2 separate regions of the Mus musculus genome follow, and region 2 is linked to region 1. A link is a contact called in public Hi-C data. All regions are on one chromosome and are shown on one strand. Each heading gives the region's core, a stretch centred on a gene start, on an enhancer-like site or on the middle of the called end of the contact. The rest is flanking DNA. Distances are from core to core; before and after follow the strand shown. Region 1 holds the start of Zmat3 (zinc finger matrin type 3). Region 2 overlaps Pik3ca (phosphatidylinositol-4,5-bisphosphate 3-kinase catalytic subunit alpha).

The links. A called contact is a pair of places that touch in the nucleus more often than the background predicts.
Region 2: a contact with region 1 is called in a Hi-C map of Th2 cells, with 2.2 times the contacts expected there. The contact joins the enhancer-like site here to the promoter of Zmat3 in region 1. A contact is called at or near these places in 7 of 39 promoter capture datasets (the 3T3-L1 cell line, 3T3-L1-derived adipocytes, the C10 cell line and 3 more), 1 of 15 datasets of contacts at CTCF or cohesin (CD8 T cells), 14 of 484 Hi-C or Micro-C datasets (the AML12 cell line, the Ba/F3 cell line, CD4 T cells and 11 more), 9 of 115 datasets of contacts at active chromatin or transcription factors (CD8 T cells, the SCID.adh cell line, bone marrow-derived macrophages and 4 more) and 4 of 9 other capture datasets (adipose tissue, liver, macrophages and 1 more).

What each region holds. Positions count from the first base shown.
Region 1 is chr3:32,362,796-32,370,575 of GRCm38.p6, forward strand. Zmat3 (zinc finger matrin type 3) reads right to left here and starts at 2,870. Exons shown (of 6, transcript NM_009517.2): 1 at 2,709-2,870. It overlaps 4930429B21Rik (RIKEN cDNA 4930429B21 gene), which reads left to right and starts at 2,694. Exons shown (of 1, transcript NR_027966.1): 1 at 2,694-4,643.
Region 2 is chr3:32,433,521-32,441,300 of GRCm38.p6, forward strand. It overlaps Pik3ca (phosphatidylinositol-4,5-bisphosphate 3-kinase catalytic subunit alpha), which reads left to right. Exons shown (of 21, transcript NM_008839.3): 2 at 2,610-3,037; 3 at 3,598-3,807; 4 at 4,297-4,547; 5 at 6,184-6,429; 6 at 7,107-7,192. The coding sequence starts at 2,686. Among named protein-coding and RNA genes, the nearest start is that of Pik3ca, 40 kb to the left of the region's middle. Within about 2 kb of position 4,526, at least 20 of the 459 cell types and tissues checked have an H3K27ac peak or open chromatin away from gene starts, as enhancers often do. A contact at or near this core is called in CD8 T cells, Th1 cells, Th2 cells and 1 more, where this site is marked.

The sequences.
Region 1 (7,780 bases), core at 1,620-4,119:
CCTACTCAGGGCATTGACTTAGTGTGATGTCTCTATGTCATCCAGTCTTAGACTACAGCCCTTGCAAAATCAAAATGTAATCTCTATTAGGAGGTAAACTACCTATTCAATAAAGCATCCAGATTGAAAAATGTCCAACCAAGTAATGGACCACACTATCCTAAGCCCTACCTTCAGTGTCATTTCAGTTGTCAACTTGACAGGAGCTAGAAGTACCTAGAAAAGGAGTCTCAATGAGGAGTGATGCAGGTTAGGTTGGGTGTCGGCATGCCTATGAGGGATTTTCTTAAGTAGGTTGAGGTGGAAAGACCCACCCTAAATGTGGCTAGCACCCCTGTGTGGGTTCTGGACTGCATCAAAAGGAGACAGAACTGAACACCAGCACTGTTCTCTTCTGATTGTGGACCTGATATGACCAGTTGCTTCAGGCTCATGTTGCCTAGGCTGCCCCACCATGACAGGGGTACCTTGAACTCTAAGACAAACCCTTTCTCCCTTAAGTTGCTTTTGCCAGGATATTTTATCATACTAACAAAAAAGAAGCCAAGACTCTCTCTATTCTGTTTTCCTCAGAATAGATCCACTATGTTCCACTCCCTCTATATCTTTATCCCTGATTCCTTCTGCTCCCCAAACAGCATCTTTTAGTTCTCACTACTTAAAAAACACCCCACAGTAAATACCATTCAAGTTTCTCAGATTCTAATTATCCAAATTAAAATCCTATTTCAAAGTCTATACTTCCAGTCAGATGGTAGTGGCACACACCTTTAATCCCAGCACTTGGGAGACAGAGGCAGGCTGAACTCTGGCTTCAAGGCTAGCCTGGTCTACACAGTGAGTTCTAGGACAGCCAGGGCTATGTAGAGAGAATATGCCTCGAAAAAAAAAAAAAAAAAACAAAAACAACAACAACAACAACGAAGTCTAACGTCCATCCTATTAGGAGTATCGTTTAAGCTCTTTTTTTTTTTTGGTCAACAGAATTCGGTGTCTTCGGCTACTGAGCTTCCCTGTCTGTGATGAAGATGTGTAGGCTAGGACACTAACAGTCTTACTAAAATGACTCAAGGACGCTTTAAGAGGGAAAAAAACATTTGTAGACACACAGTGGAGAGGAGCCACTGACTGGGAAGTCATTCAGTTAAGAGTGGTTAGTCTTAATATTTAGCAACACTTTTCATTAATCATAATGGCTAGAAAAGGATAATAATCAACTACCCGTATCTCTGGAAACACAAAGGAAAGTGATACAGATCTGATACATTTAAACAGTAAGTTTCTCTGAAACAATATTATGTCTCCCAACTAAGACATTCAAAGAGCAAAGATGATTAGGGATATTGGAGGCAGGGTAATGAAATCATCTTTTTAAATAGATTAACTACTTAGATAGAACGGACCATGTCATTCTGACCCTAACTTGTCATCCAGATTCTCTGTTAGATCATAGAGAAAGGACAGGGCAGGATATCAAAACATCTGGATATAGAAAATCAGCAATATACATAGAGAACCGAATCAGCATGCTCCCAAGACATGCCTGGGCTTGTTTCTCACATGCTTACTCCCACCTGATGAAACCCCAGCATGCGTGGCCCCAGAATCATGCAGCAGTCCTGCAGAAACAAGGCCCTCCTCCCAGCAGAGGCACAAAAAGGCCTTATTTCAAAGCAAAACACTGGCCGGCCGGGTGGGGTGGGGGTGTTTACAGTGCAGGTTTACCTATTATTACATTTTATGTTCATAATGTTCAAAGAAAGAATAGAGACCTCAAAAATACTGTTAGATTTAATAATCAACATAAGGTTAAAAAAAAAAGCCCTCCCCCAAAAGTCTATAGGTGACAATCACAACAGGTATTACATTTGGGTAAAAATAAATAAATAAATAACTCTAAAAATAAATAAAACCAAAGCTAAGCTTCAGTGAATACACAAGCTGAAATACAGACTCAAAAACATGCTCGGATCCGTTCAAACTGCTGCATTAATTTAAGAGACTAATTTAGAAGCTGTTATAAAAATACTTCTCAGATCTCAAAATCCATCCGATTGGACGTGTGCGATGGCAGACACGAAGGATGCACAGCGCTTGATGTCCTAATTTGGAAGGGAGCTCAGAGACACTAAAGAAAATCACAGCTCCACCATGTACCGGTCTGAGGGAAATGAATGACCACAGCACACGTTTCCACGGTTGGGCTGGGGCCTACTCCTCACCGGCTGTACTGCAAACAACAGCCTCCCCTGAGCAGAAACAGACCCAGGGCAAAGAAGAGAATCCAGGAACAGGTTCCTGGCGTCCGGGTAAAGTAAGGAAGGCTACCCCTGGGTATTCCGGAGAAGAGAAGACAAGAGAAAACCTTACTCAGAGGTCACCAAAACGTGGCAGGCAGAAAAACAGCCCTGGCAGGCTGTTTTACATCACAGAAGAAAGCTTAGAAGGGGAGGAGGCCTTGGCGACCCAGGCTCAGCATCTAGGACTCAAAACTGCGCCCCTGCAGCATCGCCCCCGCGTGTGCCATTCCCGGGCTGGGCAAGCTCACACGCATTCGGGTCCTGCGAGGATGCCGGCCGGGAGCACCGAGTCGCCGAGGCGGCTGTGCGAATGGCTGCGGGATCGGGATCGGTGGCCCGCTGGACGCCGCGGGCGAGGCTGACACGCGCACACGGACGCAACCGAGCGGACTCGAGGACCGCACTCACCGGAACCGGCAGGCCGCAGCCGCCCCGCCACCCCGCGCGCCGCTGCCCGCTCCAAGACCACTTTCTGCGCTCGCCGCCGCCGACCGGCCGCTCCGCTGCTGGAGGCTGATTGTCAAAAGTCGGTCGGAGCGGAGCCACCGGGAAACAGCTGCAGGAAGTGACTGCGGAACCGGGAGGCGGCGGCGGCGGCGGCGGCGGAGGAGGAGGAGGAGGAGGAGGAGGAGGCAGGGCTCCCGGCAGCGCTACTGCGCATGTGCACGGACAAGCGGCTGCTCCCGCAGACCCGGGACGCCGAGCAGGTGCGGAACAGCGACTCGAAAGGGTACCCTACCCTGGCCCTGATGGCTCCTCGGAGCTGCCCCAGCCTACCCTGAAAGCGATGAGGGCAGAAGCTTGGCAGAGCCTGGTAGGAGGGCGGAGGTTCTCCTCTGAGACCTGGAAACTGCACTCCTTGCGCCTCCGCCCAAAGACATTGGAAAGGAGCCCGCTCACCGGCAGGACCCGAAGGACTGCAGAAGTCCCCGGGATACCTTCAAGAGAGGCGCTGGGATGGATTGCAGCCCTAGCTTGTTCTGCCGGCTTGTACCTTCTGCATGTGAATACTTGTATAGTGGCTAGGGGTTTCTCCTTGGATAACATGACACGAATTTTCCATATTACCGGCAGAGTATGGTTTCGCAGCATCAAGTACTTTCACATTGTGTGTGGTTATTGTGTAAACCATAAACTAAAATGCCAAGATCTAAATATGGTGAGCCTCAACTCAGCCTAATAGACTGCCTATTTACACGGGAATGCAAGGCTATGACTGGAGCATGCGCCAACAACCAGGTACGGGCGGGCTTCGCGAATTCGAGGACTGTTCAGCAGACTAGACCAGTGTGCACCCGCCATCGGGAAGAGTAATCCACCGCACAGATGAGTTCAGTGCACGTGCTGTATATGTGAAAATACCAAATGGCTTCATTGTTTTAAAAGCAGCGGGGTAGAAACGCATTTCTCAGCCCTTTGTCAGAACTTTGCCATTCACTCTTGTTAGCTGGGACCATGCTGGGCCCTGGCTGGCCTTTCCCATCTGACAACCCTCATCCTCGTTTTCACCCACATGTCCCGTCTTATAAAATGGCTGGCAAAGGCAACGGAAGAAAATTAATTTTGGCTCGCAGTTTGAGGGTACAGTCCATCACAGCAGGGAAGCCATGAGAGCAAAAGTGGGGCAGCTGGTCACAAATGTCCATAGTCAGGAAACCGGGAGGAGCTGCTCGATTGCTTTCCATCCACGAAGCCGCCCACACTCAGGGTGAGTCTTCCCTCCTCGGTTTCTAATCCAGAAACACTCCTATTGACAGTCTGTACTATCCATCACAGGCCCATAGTCTAGCGTTACCTCTGTGATCTTACACAGCCTGTCCTTGGTGTTAAATGCCTTTCTCCCTGTCCATCCTTGCCCCCTGCAGCCTCTCCTACAAGCAACTTCCATGGCCTCTCGGGCCACTGCATGATAACAATCTCCATTCCTCACATGGGACTTTATTACATATACTACTACCTTAAACTCCCTGAGTGCAGAAAGAGACAGGTCTTGGAGTCTTCCGTTTATATTTTATAGTTTTATGTGTATTTGCATGTTGGAATAAAATCTAAAAGCTGAAAGTAGGGGCCTTACCCGCTAGCTCATACACATACATACACTCGATGTTCCAAATTTGCTGCCCCTGATCCTACAACTTACTTCAAACAGCTCAGGCATTTCCTTCTCTGGCCCAGGAAAAAGCAAGTAATCCCAAGATACTTGTTTCATAGAAATGTAAATCTCATGACAGAGAAAATGGCCCCACAAATTAGAGCTTTTTTTGTGAATCACTGGGTCTTATGAGATTCAGTAGCCCCCCTCAAATAAATAAATAAATAAATTTTTAAAATAAAATAAATGAAAGAAAAAGAAACCGGTCATATTCACCACCTTTACTAAAGGACAAAAACAAATCTCACTGACTTGTGGCTGAAACCTACTTTTGTGATTGTGTGTTGCTGGTCTGTTGACAGAAGGCATACCTCTATGGGACTTGAAGCACATGAGAGGATCAAAATCGATAGTGGAATGTAACATTGTGGCACTGATGTGCTATGGCCCATTCACACAGATTCCAATGGCCAAAGCCACTTTTGTCACTAAACCTTAAGCCAGTGCAGCCATCTCTGCTTTAATAGGCATCTGGCACAATGAGTCATTCCAAAAAAGAATGCAATCTGGGGCCAGCAAGATGGCTGTAGATAAAGTACTTAGCCACTGAGCCTGGTAGCCCCAGTCCCTGCATAATATAATATAAACCAGGTGCAGTGACTTGCTTCAGTAATCCTAGCATCCCTGTGGTGAGATGCAGAGCAGAAACAGGAGAACCCCCCACAAATTCTCAGACCAGCTGGGCTGGGGTATGCACCACAGTAGGAGAAACAAGGGATGCTGCAAGGTGGAAGGTGAGAAGCGACTCCCCAAAACTGTCCTCTGACCTCCACAGCAGGCCTGCATCCTGCATAGAGGACTAGTAACCTTAATAAAATTTTAAGAGTATAACCTGACACAAATATGGGCAGTTAGTCTTGTCGCTTAGAGGTATTGTTATAAACCTCAAGAAAGACCTCATGTCTGCCCCCTCCCCCAAAAGAAGTTTCTGAGGTTACCTGGGAAGGAACGGTGGACACAGAAGCAGTGGAACTCCTGCACAGACCTTGAGATCTACATCTCAGACACCTGAGCCTACACAACAGGAAGATGCAAATGGCACCTAACCCCAGTGCTTGGGAGGCAGAGGCAGGCAGATTTCTGAGTTCAAGGCCAGCCTGGTCCACATAGTGAGTTCCAGGACAGCCAGGGCTACACAGAGAAACCCTGTCTCAGAGAAGGAGAAGGGACAGGGGAAGGAGGAGGAGGAGGAGGAGGAAGAGGAAGTCAAATTTATTTTTTTAGCACCTGCAGCCTTAAAACCCACTCATAGTAATTGCAAGAGGCAATAGATAGCCAATGACCTTACAGCTCAAAGCTGAAGGTACAGATCAGTCACCCCAAAGCAGTGGGCAAGATGTAAACTGTTGGGGCCAGAGCCAATGGGGTGCAAGATTGTACCTAAGAACCCATTACAATTCCTCTCCTTGCTGCCTGTTTTCCACCCTGCTCCTGCCCATCTCAAATGATTCCCAAGCCCCCCTCATGGGGCAAAGGAAGTAGATCATTTGGAAGGGATTACTGTTACCAAGGCCGTCTTGAGGGCAAAAGAGATTTTTAAGGAAGAGAAGCACACGGGGAGTGGCTACAGTGAGGTTTTCCCAGGGGAAGAAGAGACTCTCAGCATAAGACCCATTACTTTTTTTTTTTTTTTTTTGTCTTTGAGCCAAGGTTTTACTAATATTCTGAGTGGTGAGATCACAGACATGCACCACCATGTCCAATTCCGTTATGAAGGAGAAGAGGAAAAATCATTTCACAAATCCTCGAATTCGTTAGCGGATTCAGCCCAAGTAGTATATTTGCATGGCCACAGTTAATTGAATGATGACTACCAGTCAACAAATGCCTGGATGAACAGGAATGCCTGTCCTTCTATTCATTAATAGGATTACAGTGTCTGACAGCTTTACGTTCTCTCATAATGTAACTACTATATAGGAAACATTGAATCTATTAGGAGAAAACTCCAATCTTAAAACAAAGTTAAAGGATATGAAGAGAAGGCTCAGCAGTTGAGAGCATCTGCTGCTTTTGCAGAGGACCAGGGTTCACTTCCCAGACCCAGGTGTTGGCGCCCACCCATCTGTAATTCCAGTTCTAGAGAATCCAGTGCCCTATTCTGGCTCCTCAGGAACCAAGCATGCATGTGATGCACCTACTTTTGTGCAGGTGAAGCATGTAGCCGGGCATGGTGGCGCACGCCTTTAATCCCAGCACTTGGGAGGCAGAGGCAGGCAGATTTCTGAGTTTGAGACCAGCCTGGTCTACAGAGTGAGTTCCAGGACAGCCAGGGCTACACAGAGAAACCCTGTCTCAGAAAACAAACAAACAAACAAACAAAAAGCAAAAAACAAACAAAAAAAAAGCATGTATACTCACGTGAGGTGACATCAAGGCCATTATCATCTACATGGCCAATTCAAAGCTAGCCTTGGCTACATGAGAACCTGTCTCAAAATATAACAGACAGAAATATTTTCATTATATTAAATTATATACAACAAAAATCTACTGTGTTGGTTCATTTACCAAGAATATAATTGTAACGTACCTTGGGTGGCTTCCCTTGGCTTGAGCATTTGTGGTGTCTATGCCCGGAATCTTAATGTGAACAGACACATGATAAGAAGAGAAGAGACAAGTATGATCTCCAAAGGCTGGTACATATATCAGGTCAATTTCCCCTCTTGTAAGGAAATTTGCATGGAGTCTTGAGACACTATGCGCCTTCACTTTCAAGATCAGGACATGATGCCTTCCAGGGTTACTTTTTCACTGAGGATGGAGACAAACCAACCATAGCTAAAGCCCTGTGTGGCATGGTCAGCATGGGATGGCAGCAAATGGACTCACAGACCACATTTACACAGACTGATACAAGGGGGACACAGGAAGTTGATGAGTGTGCCCTGTTCATAAACTAACAAGCCCAGACTTGCTCTCCAATCTGTAGAGAAAATGCTGGCACTGGAATCCAAATGTATAATAGGGAAGAGGAGGAGGAGGGAGAAGGGGAGGAAGAAGAAGTGGGGGAGGAGGACCCAGAGCAGAAAGGAAGCCAGGAGTCCTCTGACAGTGAAGTCCCTGCCACTGTGGACACCACAGAAGAACCAAAGAGGGGAAAGCAAATAGACTCTTACCAACCGACCCTGCTATATCAACCCTGAAAATTCAACTCATGAGTACAAGAAATGACAGCACACACCTTTAGTCCCAGAACTTGGGAGGCAGAAACAGGAGGATCTCTGTTAGTTTAAGGTTGACCTGGTCAACATTGTGAGTCCCAAAACAGCCAGGGGTATAAAGAGAGCTCCTGTCTCAGAGAGAGAGAGAAAGGGAGAGAGGG
Region 2 (7,780 bases), core at 3,276-5,775, 72 kb after region 1:
CTCAAGCCAGACCCCTTGTCACTCTGTTCCTGCTGCCTGCTGATCTAGATGTAGAACTCTCAGATACCTCTCCAGCACCAAGTCTACTGGCATACCACCATGCTTCCCATCATGACAATAATGGACTAAACCTCTGAACTATAAGCCAGCCTCTTTTCCTTAATAAGAACTGCCATGGTCATGGTGTCTTTTTACAACGATAAAACCTAAGACACTACCTACCCAGCACCTAACAGAACCACACCCTTGGTGAGGAACCAGTATCTCTAGTTCCTATGTGCTGGTATCATGTGCCACATGAGTAGGATGTTTGGGCCTTTTCATGTGTATGAGTTCTCATCTGAATGTATGTCTGTGCACATGTACATGGCTGGTGCCGATGGAGGCCAGAGAAAGAGTGAGTTGGAATCCCTAGAACTGGAATTAGATGTGGTTATGAGCTTCTGTGGGCTAGAAACTGAACCTGAGTAGGGAGGATCTCTGCCAGAGCACCGTGCCCTCTTCCTTGCTGCTGTCTCTCCCCTCCCCAGGACCTTCTCACTTGGCATCTCCTGCTTGACTTCTGTGCTGCTTGACTTCTCAGTGTCACTGAGTGGAAGAAACCCTAAAAACAGCAGGAAATTGCCTTCTGTTTTCTCGTTTTTAAGAGGAGCCTTGGAAGGCATGTGTGTATGGGGGCTGGGGACTTGAGCACTGGTACATTGTCCAGATGTGGTCAGAGGACAGCTCTGGGAACTGGTTCCCTGTGAGACCAGAGATTGAACTCAGGTCATCTGATTTCCATGGCAAGCACTTTTACCCATGAGCCATCTCAACAACTGTAAGCGTGCATATTTTAAAGGTTTTAATGGCATCTTCCAAATGAGTCCCCAAGACTGCTGTCATCTAAAATATTATAAGTATTTAATCCGAAGTGGGGTGACACAGAGAGTTAGTCGTAGGTCCTTCAATATTTAAAACAGTCCATCTCAAGAATATTAAGAATTGGCACAGCTTAATCACCATGCTTCAAGGAAAATAATTGATGATATTTTGTTATGTAACAATATACTTTAAAAACCAAATTGGGGGCTAAGAGTGGCACCAGCCTTTAGTCCCAGCACTTGGGAGGCACAGGCTAGCCTGATCTACAGAGTAAGTTCCAGGGCATCCAGGCTACCCAGAAAGAAGCCCTGTCCTGAAAAAGCAAAAACCAAAACAAATGAGGCAGAGAGGTGGATTTGCAATTAAGAACACTTGGTGCTCTTGAAGAGGCCCAGAGTTCACGTCCTAGCATTCACATCAGGCAGTTCACAGGCATCTGTAACTTCAGCTATACCTGTGTGAATTTGATGCTCTTTGGCCTCTGCAGTTACATATGCACACATGCAAAAATAGAATACCTTTAAAAACAGAATGGAAGCCACTTATAACCCCAACAGTCAGCAGGTGGAATTAGAAGCATCGGAACATCAAGCAAGGCTAGTCTTTGTTATATCGAAAATTCGAGGCCAGGCTGGACCGTCTTAGACCCTTTCTCAAACAAAACCCCAGAGTGGTCTAAAAGTATCACTTAGACAAACAACCCAGCCCCCTACCAACAGAAAGGAAGTGACAGGGACTAGAGAAATGGCTTTCAGTTAAGAATGCATACTGCTCTTTCGGAGGAACAGAATTTATTTCTATCACGCACATCAGGCACTCCCTGCTGCCTGTAACTCCAGCTCCAGGGAGATCTGTTCCCTCTGTCCTCTACAGGCGCCTGCACTCACATGCACACATTCATTAAGATTTAAGATAGAGCCGGGCGTGGTGGCGCACGCCTTTAATCCCAGTACTCGGGAGGCAGAGGCAGGCGGATTTCTGAGTCTAAGGGCAGGCCTGGTCTACAAAGTGAGTTCCAGGACAGCCAGGGCTACACAGAGAAACCCTGTCTCGAAAAAAACAAACAAACAAACAAAGATTTAAGATGGAAAGACTAAGCCATTTAATTTCACATGACTGCATATGCTGGGTGAAGAGAAAGAAGGAGGAGTATCTGGGCTGTATTTACACTTAAATAAGTCAGGACCCGTTACCTAAAAGATCTGCCATGTCTGTGGCATCCTCAAATGATAGTAACAGTGGCAGAAGCCATCTTCGTGTGTGCCAGGCAAGTGCTCACTACTCCATCCCATCCCTAACCTGTTGGCTGCTGCTACTTGAGACATGCTTGCTAAGTGTTCCAGGCAAGCCTTGAACCTGCAAATAAATCCCCCTGCCTCAGCCAAAGGAGCTGAGGTTGCAGGCCTGCACCACCAAGCCTGGGGAGATGGTCATTTCTGGTTGAGTTACAGCTTGCTTTTTCATTCTTCCCATTGCTTGTTTTTGTGAGACCCAGCTTAGAAAACCTATTCAATATTTTTAAATTTTCATTAAATCTAATTAAATGCAGGTTATTTTTCTACTGTCTTCTGTAATAAAATCTGTGTAGCCTAGTTTAGAGCAACCATCTAGATTAAAACACATAAGTTATTACTGCTCTGATTAGTCAGACAACAAGTTGTGACCATTTGCACTTCTCAGTGCTGTCGTCAGTGTGTGATCAGCAATTGCTTCTCTCTAACAGGTGGTTTTCTTCTTTTGTTCAGGGCACTGTTTGGAGACAGTCGTGATTCTGACTCCATAAGGCGGTTTTCTATGTAAAGTTTGCAGAGGGTCAGAGCAATGCCTCCACGACCATCTTCGGGTGAACTGTGGGGCATCCACTTGATGCCCCCACGAATCCTAGTGGAATGTTTACTCCCCAATGGAATGATAGTGACTTTAGAATGCCTCCGTGAGGCCACACTCGTCACCATCAAACATGAACTGTTCAGAGAGGCCAGGAAATACCCTCTCCATCAGCTTCTGCAAGACGAAACTTCTTACATTTTCGTAAGTGTCACCCAAGAAGCAGAAAGGGAAGAATTTTTTGATGAAACAAGACGACTTTGTGACCTTCGGCTTTTTCAACCCTTTTTAAAAGTTATTGAACCAGTAGGCAACCGTGAAGAAAAGATCCTCAATCGAGAAATTGGTATGATATAATTTTCAGCTAATTGACACTGTCATTGCTAAACTGCAAATAACTATGATGCCTCCTCTTTATTTTATTCTTAAGATACTTTGAATTATTACCTTTGTAATCTTTGAGTAGATTTCTATTTAAAAATATAAAGTAGGGTTTTTGTTTTTATGGTTTTTTACTACTGAGCTATAGAACTTCGTAACGCTTTGATATCCTGTAGGGTTTTACTTAAGGGAAACAATTAGTAGGAGGACTTAGATTTCTTATTAGCCAAGTTTTATTACTCAGAAAAAGTTGATAAAGGTCCTATCATAATATTAATGGATATATGGACAATGCATATAATTAAAATGCTTGAGGCCAACTCCTTTTTTCTTTTCTTTTTTTCTTTTGGTTTTTCAAGACAGGGTTTCTCTGTGTAGCCTTGGCTGTCCTCTTAAAAATGGATTTATCAAAACATTTTTTTAATTCATAGAAACTTTCTTTTGTGCTTTTCTAAATGTGTGTAGTTCTCCGTTTGTAAAAACCACTTCTGCCCTACATTGTTTATAAACATCCTATTTTTTTAGGTTTTGTTATTGGCATGCCAGTGTGTGAATTTGATATGGTTAAAGATCCAGAAGTCCAAGACTTTCGAAGGAACATTCTGAATGTTTGCAAAGAAGCTGTGGACCTGCGGGATCTCAACTCGCCTCATAGCAGAGCAATGTATGTCTACCCTCCAAATGTCGAGTCTTCCCCAGAACTGCCAAAGCACATCTACAACAAGTTAGATAAAGGTAAGGAGGCGGTCCCCGCAGCGGACCTTGTGTTGCTGTAGCTGTGCTGATTGCTGCACGGTTGCCTTTTGGTAGCTGGATCATGCGCCTAAGACAAGGAAGGGCTCCTGCACCCTGAGAGCTGAGTGTGGAGTAATGACTTCTGGATAGCAGTCACTCCTTCTTACTGACTCACCCCTTGGTAAATGCTTATCTCACTGACACTCAAGAACTGAGTTTAGAATTCACTGTTGCATAGAATACTAACAGAATTAGAGCTGATTCTCCTTTTAAAGTTTAATGTGGCGTTAAGCTCAGCCATGGGTCCTTGTGATCCACTCAAAAAGGAGCCTTGGATGTTGTGTCTTTAGACAGATCTTTACCTCTATTTGGATTAACTAGATATGGTTTCTGGTTGTGCTTAGCGGAACAGTGAACACTTCTCGAAACTTGTCTTCAGAGAAATGAAATAGACACAGCGATGCACCTAACGGTGTTTTTTGGTTACAGGACAAATCATAGTGGTGATTTGGGTAATAGTCTCTCCAAACAACGACAAGCAGAAGTACACTCTGAAGATCAATCATGACTGTGTGCCAGAGCAAGTCATTGCTGAAGCCATCAGGAAAAAGACTCGGAGCATGTTGTTGTCCTCTGAGCAGCTGAAACTCTGTGTCTTAGAATATCAGGGCAAGTATATTCTGAAAGTGTGTGGCTGTGACGAATACTTCCTGGAAAAGTACCCTCTGAGTCAGTACAAGGTGAGTGACGGCACCACACCAGAGCTGCATGGCACAGCGTTCGGATGATGAATATTCATTTTAGGAAGTACCACTTGTAAGCTTATTTTTATTAGTATACTTGAATTTTGCTTAATACTGATAGTGAATGCCAGCCAAGTCTTGTACCACTGAGCTATATTTATGACATATGTGTATTTTATGTGTTGGCTCATATTCACCCCCTTTGGGATGAGTGAATTTCAGCCAGTCCCTTGTCTATTTATGTTTATGTTTAAATAATGCAATTATTTTAGAGTTGGAAGACATAGCAGTTACACTAACCACAAAATACTCATTTCATGACCTACCTGCTCCTACAAAGGATGTGGGGACAACATTAAAATAGAATCTTGGTTTATTACATTTACTACTAACCTTCTTCCTCTCTTTCTCTGGTCACTGAATAAATCCAGCTGAGAAGCAGTGGTAGCATACACACACCAGTTACTGTTTAATAAGAGAGACAGTGGCCTTTAGTTGGTGATAAGTGGGAAAATAGGGAGTTATGATGTATATACAGTAACATAGGCTAAAAATCCATGTGTAGGGGCCAGCAAGATGGCTTAGTGCATAAAGGCACTTGTTACTACCCAGCCTAATAACCTGAGTCACATCCCTGGGACTCATGGTGGAAAGTGAGAGCCAGCTTTGTGAACTCTATGCACTCTCTGTGACATGCATACAAGGACACATGTACACATATGTACTAGGGCTCTCTTAGGCGTGGGAAGATTGAGCAGTTGGTAAAGTGTTTGTGTATAAGTGTGAGGAGGAACTGTATTTGGACCCCAGCACCTCATGAAAGCCAGGCATGGCCGGCAGCCTGTGTCTGAGGATCTCTGAAGCTCTGTGCCCGGTCAGCCTGGCCTTGGGAGCTCCCTATTCAGGAAATGATCCTCTCTCCATGAAGCAGACAGTGACTGAGGAACATGTCTGACCTTGAACTCTGTGCAGAAGTACAGCCTGCTGTTTCAAAAGGGAGACCCACCCGTTTTAACATTTTAAAAAATAACTCTGTTATTCTGAGTCTTGTTACTTATTATTTTTATTGTTTGGGATTTTGTTTGTCTAAGACAGAGTCTTATATACCCCAGGCTGGCTTCAAACTGGTCATGTAGTAGCTAGAAATGACCTTAAGCCTTCATCTTCTTCCAGTCACTTCCCAAGTGCTAGAATTACCAGTGTAGGTAACCATACCAGTTTGTTTATGGGGCTTCATTGTTTCAATTCAGTAAATGTTCCTCAGGAACTACTTGGAGGGAGTAGGGTGGGGTTTGACCCTGAGAAAGGCTTAGCTGTCAGGGTTGACATGCACTGTCAGGCTTACCAAAGGAAGCTGCTTTTCTATTACAGTGATCACTTCTGATACTGTTGTAGTGTTTTGCAGTTTAAGAGTAAAATAATAGTATCAGAAGTTGGCCCTAATTTTTTTATTTTATATAAATATATTCAGAGGTTCTAACTGCATTATAAACAGCTACTATCAAGTGTGGTCTATGTTTAATTTTTAAAACCACCTTTGTAAATCAATGTGTAAATATTCATAATATTCCTACATGCTGTCATAGGAATGAAGTGCCTTATGTGAAGTCCCTCCCTCTGTGATCTCTTACAGTACATAAGAAGCTGTATAATGCTGGGGAGGATGCCCAACTTGATGCTGATGGCCAAAGAAAGCCTATACTCTCAGCTGCCGATTGATAGCTTCACCATGCCGTCATACTCCAGGCGCATCTCCACAGCCACACCCTACATGAATGGAGAGACATCTACGAAATCCCTCTGGGTCATAAATAGTGCGCTCAGAATAAAAATTCTTTGTGCAACCTATGTAAATGTAAATATTCGAGACATTGATAAGGTAAGGCCAATGCTGAGGTTTGCTCTGTGGAAGTCTTTTTGTAATTAGCCTCTGTGGAGCACAGTACAAACTGTTGACCTCTGTAGTTTTTCAAGTGACTAGAAAAACACAAATCTCAGAAAATAGAAACAATTCATGAATTCTGTTTGAGGTATACCTGCCTTCCCTTTCACACAGCTATGGTTCTGTCTATAATTAGAATACACATAATTGTAGGCTTCTTAAAGTCAATTCTTTTTAGAGTCTGTTTAGTAAAACAGTGATAGGAATTAAAGAGGATCTTTTTTATAGTCTTTATTTAATCCCATTAAGTGAAAATGTTGACATCTCATAGCAGAGCTTTTAATGTCTTTGTGAACTGTTCCTCTAGCTTCAGGAGTTTGAAGTAACACCTGATACCAGCTTATCTTGGAAAAGGAAGGTCTCTGTATTTCATGCATAGTGCTACAGGCTTGTAGCTCTGCTAACTTCATAGTGGTCAAGAGGCTCTATCAGTTCATTGTAAAGCTATACAAAGAAACCATCTGAACAGAACACTTCATTTACATTGATTCTGTTGAGTGTTGATTTACCTATATATAAGTGTGTGTGTGTGTGTGTGTGAGTGTGTGTGAGAGAGAGACATGTATGTATGTATATACATGTATATAGTGTACATTTTTCTTTCTTCTTTTTAGATCTATGTTCGAACAGGTATCTACCATGGAGGAGAACCCTTATGTGACAATGTGAACACTCAAAGAGTACCTTGTTCCAATCCTAGGTAAGAGGGTGTTTACACGTTATTAGCTTTATGCCAGTTATCTGTATCTCCATTATTTACATATAGAACATAAGGACTTTTTGTGACTGGCTTCCATCTTTCCATTGTTTCAAGGTCAAAGACTTGTTCTTGATTTAAGACCTGAACTTTAAGGCAGTCTCTCCTTCAAATGACTCCCAGGAACAGACACTTAGGAATTCAGTTAGAGAGTCTGAGTGAAAACGGCCTGCTGTGGGAAAGCAGGTTGCTGGGACCCGGAGATTCATTCTCGCTTAGGCTTGCTGAGGACAAGTGAAAGGCGGTTGGTCCAGAGCTTGCAGGCCTCCTGTTTCCTTGTCTTTCTTGTGAGAGATTTTTGAAGATAAGACTCAACCCCTTGACTGAAGATGGACTTTATAGAATGCAGTAGAGCTAAGTAGTGAGACCTCAAAGAACTTCCACAACAAAGTTAGACTGAGTTCTGACAGTCAAAAAAGAAAAAAAGGCAATCTTTGTTACATTCCCAGCATTGATGAGTGTCCTAGAGCCTAGGGCAAGTTCAGGGTGATAGTCCCTTGTCTGTCAGGGTGAGGAGAGGCAGTTGTCACC